Regions from separate parts of the Bombyx mori genome. Here region 1 is linked to region 2. The links are chromatin contacts, called in public Hi-C maps. All regions are on one chromosome and are shown on one strand. The core of a region is the stretch at or near the end of the contact, and the rest is flanking DNA. Distances in the headings are between cores, read along the strand shown. Region 1 overlaps LOC101739321 (serine/threonine-protein kinase 26). Region 2 holds the start of LOC101739321 (serine/threonine-protein kinase 26).

The links. A called contact is a pair of places that touch in the nucleus more often than the background predicts.
Region 1: a contact with region 2 is called in a Hi-C map of midgut, with 2.1 times the contacts expected there. The contact joins the enhancer-like site here to the promoter of LOC101739321 in region 2. A contact is called at or near these places in 2 of 7 Hi-C or Micro-C datasets (midgut and whole pupa).

What each region holds. Positions count from the first base shown.
Region 1 is chr4:4,739,655-4,745,140 of ASM3026992v2, forward strand. It overlaps LOC101739321 (serine/threonine-protein kinase 26), which reads right to left. Exons shown (of 12, transcript XM_038021825.2): 10 at 3,173-3,283; 11 at 1,834-1,907; 12 at 1-324. The coding sequence ends at 315. Among protein-coding and RNA genes, the nearest start is that of LOC134198740, 68 kb to the right of the region's middle. Within about 2 kb of position 1,842, at least 4 of the 8 cell types and tissues checked have open chromatin away from gene starts, as enhancers often do.
Region 2 is chr4:4,826,234-4,831,627 of ASM3026992v2, forward strand. LOC101739321 (serine/threonine-protein kinase 26) reads right to left here and starts at 1,592. Exons shown (of 12, transcript XM_038021825.2): 1 at 965-1,592. The coding sequence starts at 979. LOC101741442 (tubulin glycylase 3A) reads left to right here and starts at 3,384. Exons shown (of 10, transcript XM_038021827.2): 1 at 3,384-3,569; 2 at 3,966-4,119; 3 at 4,244-4,437; 4 at 4,607-4,782; 5 at 4,893-5,330. The coding sequence starts at 3,996.

The DNA.
Region 1 (5,486 bases), core at 592-3,091, 86 kb before region 2:
CAACCCCTAAACGAAATTAATAAAAAAAAAAACAAATCGTGAAATCATACAACATCGAAATATATGACTGAACGTATTCAAACTATTGTATAGTTACAAATATAATAAAAAAAAAAAAATCAAATTAAAATTTAATAAAATTTACATTTACTTACAAAAAATATTAATATTTTCCTTTCGACGCTACTTTATATTGAAGAGTTAACTCGAATAGCGTTAAAAATTTTTTTTTGAATAGTGAACGTTATTCCGTGAACAATAAGGCATATATACGTGTGACCGGCGCGTGTGAAGTGCGACCGCTACAAGCGCCATTATAGATCCCTGAAACAAACAGAACAATAATATATAGCATATAATATAATAAACTTGACATAATTCAATCTTTATTAATTATCTATGTAATCTCTGTATTCCATTTTTATTTGCTTGTAAAAACTCTAACCATTAATAAAGCACTAGAGGTCCCGCAGTAGTCGAAATTCGACTAATTATAGTCGAATAGTGTACAAATTTACAATTCCAATTAATTATAATTGGAATTGTAAATTTGTACACTATTACGATTGTATTTTATACTTCTATAATCACAAAATTCGCCAAGACTACACTATAAAAATCATAACAAAGACAAACAATATTTACTCTATTCTCAAGTTGACAACAGACGTCAAGAACAAAAGTTTGACAATAAATAGTATGCATGCGTGTGTGTGTCAAATACATGGTATGTAGTGTGTGTAATGTTTTCTTTATTGATTTAATGTATCTTTTATGCATTATTTTAAAAAAATATTAGCATTGTGCACTTCTTCTCTGTATTCTCTATAAGTGTGGAAAATTTCATACTCCTCGGTCCGCGCAATTTTCGTAAAAAAGGATACAAAGTTTTTGCTTCACGTATTAATATTATATGATATTGACGCAATGCAATATTAAAATTTTTTCATAAAAATTGGAGTTGTAGTCGATTTAATTTCATGCCAGAGAGCACTGTGCATATTTCATTTATTATTTAATTATTATCTTGATTAGAGCATCCCTACCTATTAAAACTTAAAATATTTTTAACTTGTATCATATAAACAATCTAAATTAAACATTACACTAGAAAATTTCTATTTTCTTTCAAAGAGCGCGCAATGTATTTAATAAACTAGTTTTAACTTCACGTGTGACGTCATTAGCAAGCAAAATTATGAGCGAGATAGCCATCATGGAATAATCATTATAGTCCAACCATTAGCGACATGTGATATGATGGGCTGTGATTAATATTAAAAAAAAACCTTGCATTAATTGAAAACGAAACATTCTTTACTGTAAAAGAAAAGGTTTTTTTAGATGCCGGGATTGCTTGTCGATCGATTTGATTAATTAAATCTTACAAAACTAATTTTCTATTAAATAATTAATTGTAATTATTTTAATATTAATTATTAATAGAAATAAGAGTATGTTTCAGATTTTAATTCGATATTCAATATAAAATAGAAACTATAATTTCACAATAAAAAAAATCATTCAAGCATTTCAACTTCTAACATCCCTTATTATCCCTTAACGACATTTCAGTTTGTATTGTTACCGTCGTCCGAATAATAATATACCGGATAAGCTCTGGTTCATTTCTGTTTAGTTAAATACAAGTTTTTACGAACGATACGTTTCGTACAGCCTGGAGGCACTCGGCTACACTCGGCACCACTCGGCTACACTCGGCTATACTCGGCTATACTCGGCTATACTCGGCTACACTCGGCTACACTCGGCTACACTCGGCTACACTCGGCTACACTCGGCAATACTCGGCTGCAGTCGGCGGGTACGTACCTCATCCAGTGCTGCGAGGAGTTGTGCGAGGGCGCGCTGGGCGCGTGGCTGTGCGTCGCCACCCGCTGCACGATCTACACAGACGGACAACAAGCGACGTTTAATTGGATTACTTTAATGAGCTATGGGAACTTCAAGACTTCCAATTAATTTGTGAAGGGTCACACGTATCAAGGACTGATGACGATATATACAAAAATAATTAGAGCGTTGTTTTTTTTGTTTGAAACTATGTTTACTTATTGTGTATGTTTTCAGAAGTTTCTTAGCGGAGCGCATGTCTTGGAGCGCTTTCAGAAAGCAAACCCACGGTCGTTAGCGTCACAACTACCGAGCCCCTTGATCTATCCGCCGAGACGGCCCCACCAACTCATATTTTCGGGACAGCCTGCGAGTTCAACACTACGAGGGTCGGAGAATGGAGTCAACCGGTTGCTGTTTCGTATGATGCGTATAGCACAATTAACATAACATTTCCTTAGATATACTTCTCTAATCCCCAAACTGACATCGGAGGAAACCTACAACACTTAGGGAACCAGGATATAGCGAAATCCCTATTCCGGTCCCCACTTCGACAGCGAAAAGTTAGTGTAATGAGAAGAGCGGTCTCTCTCACACCCCGCTGCCTGCAAAATTGTGCAATCGCAAAAGTCGGCGGCACGAGTCGGCACTGACATCGCGTCAAAACTGTATAATCTCAAAACTTACAAATTTTACAGGAGAGTGTTATAACGGTTTAACATGTGATATTTTTACTATTAATTATCTTTGCAACATTTATTTTTTATTTTATTTCTTACCAGTTGCATTATCTGTTTTTTATACTACATTAAGATAAAATTATGTATTAATTTTGTAATAGCAATCAAGATATAGGTAAACTATTAAAAAAAAACTGAAACTAAACTACGCTCTTTTGACAGTATTTATGAGAAAAATACTGGTGATACCAAATGATTCCGTATATTAACTCAATTTCGAATATTTTTGGAAATTGTACTTTTAATGCGAAAAGACGATATGTGCGACGAGGACACGCGTCCCTCCCCCCCGGTCGGTGCGGGTGCGCTCGGTCCCCCCCCAACCCCCGGGTACCCGCGGCCAGTACCTGCTTATTTTTTTTTTCCTACCTAAGCTGATAGCCTTGAGAGGCTATATCAGCGTCGCCTTAACTAGTAGGTGAGCTCACGGGGCTCAAACCTGATGACGTTGCTAACACGAACCCTAGCAAGAGCCGCGCTTCGCAGAATCTACCGCCGGATCGGAAACGTGATCCACTGAGAAGATCCGGCGAGAAACTCAGTGGGCTGCGTCTGAGGGTTAATTTATTCAGTACCTGCTGCACGAAGGCGCGCGTGAGGTGCGGCGCGTGCCTCTCCGCGAGCTCGAAGGCGCGCCGCAGCTCGTCCACCGCGCTGGCCGCGCCCGCCCCCTTCCCGCGGGACACCTGCACCGAAACAACGACATACATTTAGTTCACCAGTGTTCTTGTTTATACACATATTATTTTCATTTAACGAAACTAGTGGTCCCGCAGTAGTCGAAATTTGACTATAAATTTATTGAAATTTTAGGGTTAAACATTATTATGGTTCTATTGTCAAAGACTATTCTATAATCACAGATTTTGTCAAGACTGTACTATAGACAAACAATATTAACCTATTCTCAATTTAACCACAGACTTTAAGCGATAACAAAAGTTTGACAGTAAAAGAATATATTTATATGTGCGTGTGTCAAGTACATGAAAGTGTGTGTGATGTTTTTTGTTGATTTAATGTATTATTAGGCCATAATTTAAAAAAAAAATTAGCATTTTGCACTCCTTCTCTATAGTTTCTATAAATGTGGGAAATATCATACACCTCCGGCCGCGCAATTTTCGTAAAAAGATCGATCCGAAATGACGTGAGCTGACGTGTTGTGAAGGGTGACAAAGCCGCTACACAAATTGAGACTTCACCCTCGCGTATATGTAATCTTTGTTCTGCTCGAACTAACGAATCGATACAAGGTTCAATATCTAACATTATGAGCACTATATAAAAACGTTTTTGGTACATTACTTCTACTACACACACACACACACACACCTTTGTAATGATTTTCACATTATTTTGTATACAAATGTATACAAATGAATACAGAGGAATGAATACAGAAACAATTCAGTACCATAATCCTGTGTTTGTTAATCGATTTTCTTTTATTTTGTTTAGTTAGTATCTATTTATTTATCAACTTTATCTGCAAGACGTCATTAATTAAAACAATTAGTAAAATGTAGAGCACAGATGACATTCGTCATAAATGAATACCATGCATACAGTCGTGGTCAACTAATTAGGGACATTCAAGATAGTGAAGGGCTATAACCGGTTATGTACATTTAAATATAAAACCCTATTGATTTCTCAGCACCTATTATTTGCATAATGTGGTCCGATTATTATGCTATAAATGGCTGTAAATAAAAGATTTAATAAATAGAAAAATATTTAATATCAAAGATTAAACATGTATTAAATATTAAGGTACAATTCTGAAGTGGACATTTAATTAAGGACAGTAAAGTATAATGGAAAATACAGTTACACAAAACTTATAATCTTCAGTGTTATAATATCTTTAATAGCTCCATTTTATTACGTGTAAAATCAGTAACCAGTAGTAAAACCTTTGTTAGTAATTACCGCTTGACACCGATGTGGCATAGACATTATCAGTTTCTGACATGTTTCGACAGGAATGTTTGCCCATGCCTCACAAAAAGCTTTATGAATTTCATCCAAATTTGTATTACGATAAATGGCAACTTTTTTCTTGATTTCGTGCCAAAGGTGCTCAATTGGGTTGAGGTCCAGGCTATTTGCTGGCCAATCTAGCACCGATACAAACTGACTGGTAAGAAACGACTTGACTGAATGGGCGGTATGTTTCGGGTCGTTATCCTGCTGAAACGTCCATATAATAGGGAGATGCTCCTCAGCATAGGGAAGCATAGTTTCTTCCAATATTGCCTTGTATTGATGTTGGTCTAAGTTACCCTGAACTTTCCTCACAGGTCCCAACTCCACGTCCAGAAAATGAACCCCATATTTTAATATTTCCACCGCCATGTTTCACCTGTTTTTTTTGTGAATCTTGGATTCATTTCCGGGTTACAGGACGCCGTACATATTGCTTTCCATCTGAAGAAATAAAATTAACCTTGGTCTCGTCAGAGAAAAGTACATGTTGCCATTGGGCGTAGGTCCAATGTCCATATTTACGTGCAAATGCCAAACGAGCATTTCTATGTTCTTTCTTCAACAACGGTACTTTGCGAGCCACTCTTCCGAACAACCCTGCTTCTACCAAACGTCGTCGAACGGTCCTCGCAGATACACCGGCTCTTTCGTTTGCCCCAAACACTTCGTGTTTAATTCAAATAGAGCCTAGAAACGGATCTTTCTTAGCTAACCTGGTTATCATTCTATCTTCTTGCGGAGTCGTTTTTCTCGATCTTTTTGTTCTGGACACATTTGAAGCTGTGTTATAGCGCTTGAAATGTTGCACTGCATTGCATACCATAGTTTTTGAACAATTTAAATGTTGTGCTATCCTTCGGTATGACCAACCACGCTCGACAAACTTGATGATAATTT
Region 2 (5,394 bases), core at 342-2,841:
GAATCCTATAAAATTGTTTTTTTTGTACACATTTCCATACAACTTAATTTAACTTAAAAGTTTCACAGTTTAGACTTATCTGATGTTATTCAACAGCATTATTCCGTTACTGATGTCAGTTTGTGTGAAATTAAGGTTATATATTATGAAATAGACTCACTTTACTGTACTTTATAGTGCAAGTAAAATATGCATCAAAACCAGCCTATTAACAAATATCAAGTTCACTTATATACCTATTAACACATTTTGTTGTTGGCAGCATTGTCAAGTAGAATATATTATAAGACAAGAACATTGCACTTGCAAAAATTCACAATGAAATGTGTAAATATAATGTTTCATATACCTATTATAATTCTTGTGACATGACATCACCTGGATGTTGATAAGGCCAAGATATGCCCGCATCATGTTTTACATGTCTTGAACTGATTATGAAAACGTTTCACATAAATACTGAAATCATTTTAATTCACATCTTATATAGAAGTTCTACCTACAAAAGTATTACTTTTTTTTATCTTCATTATAAAGATGTAATTAACGAATTAGCTTAAAAATATATATAAGTAAGTTTGAGGATCAGTCAAAAAGTAATTCCATATCAGATAAAATTATTAAATGCAATAAAACTAATAAATTCATTTATATGTTGATAAGAAAACGATATTGAATACCATTATTGATTTAGGGTTTTTTTTACTTTTGTAATGTTTTTTTTACTTCTGAGAAATACTTTAACTATGGTACTTATTCTCTTGGATTTTTAAAAGTTGAAGGCAATATTAAAGGCAATATTTTAGAATTCAATTTGGTGCTTATTGTATAATTGCTATTAAAACTGGTTTTCGTGGCGAAAAAGACATAACTGTTTTTTTTTCGTCCAATAGAAAATTTAAGAAATCAAGCATTAATTTCTTTTTGAAACTTGTAATATAATATTGTCCCAGACTCCACTCACCTCACTGAAGGCCATAACTCTGGCCGGGCTCTTACTCCGTCCGACCTTCTCAATTTATTTATTCACGATGTGTATCAAAACAAATAGTTCATGCTTTTGTTTTCCAACATTGGAAACAGTCCCGACATCTAGCATTCCCTCGACACAAATACATCTGAACTGAGGATAGAAGACACTCACTGCGCATGAACAAAATTTTAACTTTGACCAAAACTAAAACACCTGACCGAATCACAACTCACTGAAAAAAACCAACATTCCTCAGGTGGGTTAACAGCACGTCTAACTAGTTACAGACACTTTATAATTATTTTCGACTTTGACACTACTCATAGATTTTTTTCACATTACTTCGACTTGTTAAATCATTACGAGATAAGTTCGAAAAATGACATCAAACGTGTGAATTATCACAGAGGACCATCAAACAGAGATGAACTCGCCATCTTGCTTTCATGTCATGTCGTAACCAGAAGTGCCAACATAAGGAAATCACTTTTGTCGCATTTCATCTATCATGGCGGACAATCTAAGCATGTGCAGTAGTATGAAGTACGATGAGCTCTATTTCAAAATCGATCAAGTTAGAATTTAAAAAATACGGCTTATAAACTACTTTACGACTCAGTGAGCCCCCTTAAAAACAGTATACCTTACACTGATATTAATATAGTGGTTAGATTTGAAAAATAAGAATTACACTGAGGTTTATCTTTGATGTAGATTGTACACGTGCTGACATCTAACGGAAAACGCATTAAGCGCTATGGAATAGATGTTCTGTTAAATTAAAACCAGTTTTATTTTATATCTTAAAAGATAAATAAATGACAATGGCAATATGCATTTATTTTCGTGACACTTTAATAGGTTAGATTTGATCTAGGTAGTTAGTATACATTGCATGTAGATATTTTCTATGGATTTAACTTTTTGCACTATATTGGCTGCGATAACTTGTATGGACGTACGAATACCGGAAATCGGACCATCGGCTTTTTATTATTACTGTTTAGTTGTTTAGACGAACTTACGGCCCATCTGGTGTTAGGTAAGTGGTTCCGAAGCCCAGATATTAAGAATCTAAATGCCGCCACCTACATTGATAAATGAGTTCTAAGTCACAATGTTTATAATACAATGACTGTCCCGCCCTTCAAATCGCAGACTATTACTGCTTTACGGCAGAAGCAGGGGGGTGCCTCCTATCCGTGCGGGTTCACAAGACGCTCTACCACCAAGTAATATGATGAGTAAATTTATAAACCTACTTTTTATGATCTTGACAGAGTGGACGTGATGGTCATGTAGTGTTGAAGGGACCAGACTTAACACGTCTCACGATGTGCCGGCATCTCTCCCTGCTCGATTTCATCCTGCTGTACCGTCCACTGTATTTTTGTTTTGGTCGGTCCACCACATTGCCTCCCGCGCGGTCTTGTGTCTTATTAAGATTTATGTATTAAATTTAATAGCTATGAACTTCTCGCCACACTATGTACTCTCCACGAGACGCCAGCTCCACGAAAACCGGCGGTCGGCAAGTTATACAAAGCCCGCCTAAACGCCAATTCATGTCCCGTGAACATTGTTACCTACCTGCGGTATGTTAATACCGGTATAGGAGCTTATCTCGATACGCGTAACTCCTTACGTCGTATTTCTCAATGCCGAGGGTCGTGACCACTCTCCTATATCACTTTCTCTTGCACAATTTTTCTTCATCTGTTTCTGTCTCAGGCGGTGTGGAGGCTGTTGTGAAATGTGGAATCAAGAGCGTTGCGGATCTGGTCTGACCAAAGTTTATTTTTTTTTGTGATTTAAGGATTACTGGTGGCCCGGAGGCCTTTCCAGTTTCACCAGGACAGGTTGACGAGCAAAAGCTCAGCCAGGAAGGACCAAAGTATATACCTACCTATACGAGTACACTGGACGTCTTATTATTTAGAGCACCACTTCACATCTTGGGTCTAGGCCATTAGGTCTCCTGGGTATTACTAACATGATGTTGATATTTATATTTTTAAATTAATTAATTAATTATTCTCATTTATTGACAGGTGCATTACAATTACCTTGTCGATAAATTTGCTGTTTAGTGGTAATCGGAATACCAATCAGATGCCACAGCCTAACACACATACATAATATGTATTTCACTTCTACTAAACTATTAATAAAAAAAGAGGGATTTACGTCTTTTCAACTACAACATTCGATATAGCATTTTTAAATAAAGAGAGAAACTTTTTAACGTGATCTAACTATTTCTCGATGACCTTGTGATCAAAACAAGATGTGATGAGCCCCCAATCAAAGTATGTTACGACTATTCTATGTTATTATTTCTCTATGGTTATTAAATTTATTGCGATCCTCTTTAATTACAACAACTGAATTCATAACAACAGATGATTTAAAACTTACGTCATTTCATAATCACTACTGTCATATAGCGTTTACAAAGCTTACGTAATTACAAAATTAACGATGGCCTAAATTTTGATTACTAAAATTCTATGTAAAACATTACCTAAAATAAATGAGTAATAAGTTTCATGTTGCCCACGTCATTGCTTATTGAACGCTGACCCGGTCACAAAAGGTAGGCATAATTCAGGCTTATTAATTTCCGCGCAACAGCAATCTACATGCTTTGAAGAAATTATATCTAATCCGTATTCTAGAGCATCAGTTTTTATTCACATTGTCGCTCTCTTTCAAGTTTAATATAAGTTAGATAGAGATAGCAATGTACTAAAATATCTAAAATCAAAAATCGAAAGCTGAATCAGACGCTTTTGCCATGACGTCAACCGTGCAGGTGCCAGGCGGGAATGCGCGCGGATACCTCGCAAATAGCCAAGGACTCCCAATGTAGGTTACATTAAAGTAGGTTATTGCACTCCTCGTAACAAACTTAACGAGCCAGTCCGTTACCTGCTGTTGAATTCAGTCAACGTCTCTAATACGATCGCAAAATGACTGACAAATTAATTAGTTTCAGAAACGTGAAGGTAGAACGAGATCCATGGCTGTAATGATGGAATTAGAGGAAAGTGTATCAGACTCCAAGCTCCACAAAGAGAGTACGGCTAAAAAAGATTTAAGGCCTTCTAGCGCTATCTCGTTTTCTAAATCTGATCATGGCCCAGGTGCGTGATGCATTGTTTCTTTAACTTATCTTCGTATACTTGATAAAGCGGGCAAAGACTTATTTAATGCTCATTAAATTTAATTTCATTATCCAGGTGATCAAATTATTTTGAAATGTTTCAGAAACAACTTCATCAACGGAACAACTTCGTCAGTATAAAAGTTGGGTCAGCAACGAAAGGTGGAATGAATTGAAAAAGATCGCGGAAACAGCGATGAAACAACGTAAGGTTTTCATGATTAAAGGCGGCGGTTTCCCAGCAATACGTCGAGCCATGCTTGAACGAGGCTGGGTAGAAAAATATGAATCCCATAAGGTATAATCATTACATCATCAATCTACCTCCTTAATTGGTTAACAAACAGGGTATTAGTTAGCTAATAGTCGGTGAACAGTTTAAATACTGAAATTATGCGTTATGAAATTATTAACTACGTATTTGAGACACACAGAAATTTAAGCAAATTATTCATTCTTCTTTAAAGGTACGTCATCCGCCAACAAACGTAGATCCTAAAAAAGCGTCTGGCAAGGAACTCTCCAAAGTAGAAAGAATGATACTCTACAAGTTCATGGAACATCACTCTGTTGATTTTCTATGGACGACCAAACGTGATAAATATGATTGGTTACTTAGTAACAAAGATGTCATGATAAGCAGGTAGGATTTATAGTTTCCTGTTTACATACATTAAATTAATGTGCTGAATTTTCAGTTGTATAATTTAGTTTAGTTTTTAGAAGGATATTTTTTAATAATCTCTTCAATAGATTTTGTAGATCCGTGTTCACGACGAAAGAGGGTTTAACTGCTTCGTTGACGCAAATGCATTGGCACACCGAGCCTGGGATTGCACTTACGAAGTTTCCACGATGCTACAATATACACAACTCGGATAGCCTCGAAGAATTCGTCGATGACTTTAGGATCACGGCCTGTATCAGCGTTCTTAAATGGCTTTGTAGTACTTTACAAATCAATGGAGAACAAAATCTAATTTCGAATCAGGGGAAAGTTCCTTTTAGCGCCATTGAATTTGCCACCAGTAGACTAAACGAGTATGTTTTGTTCTTTACACATAAAGACATCGATGATACAGAGGAACAGGTTCATGTTTGGGAACACGAATGGGATCAATTTTTAACTCACCATTACCTTCTCGTGCACGAAAAAGCAAAGTTTAGCAATGATAACAATACAAGTATAAGGTATTTTTCAATTACCCGCATTTAAGAACAATGTACCTGAATTGGTTAAGATCTGATTTTAAAC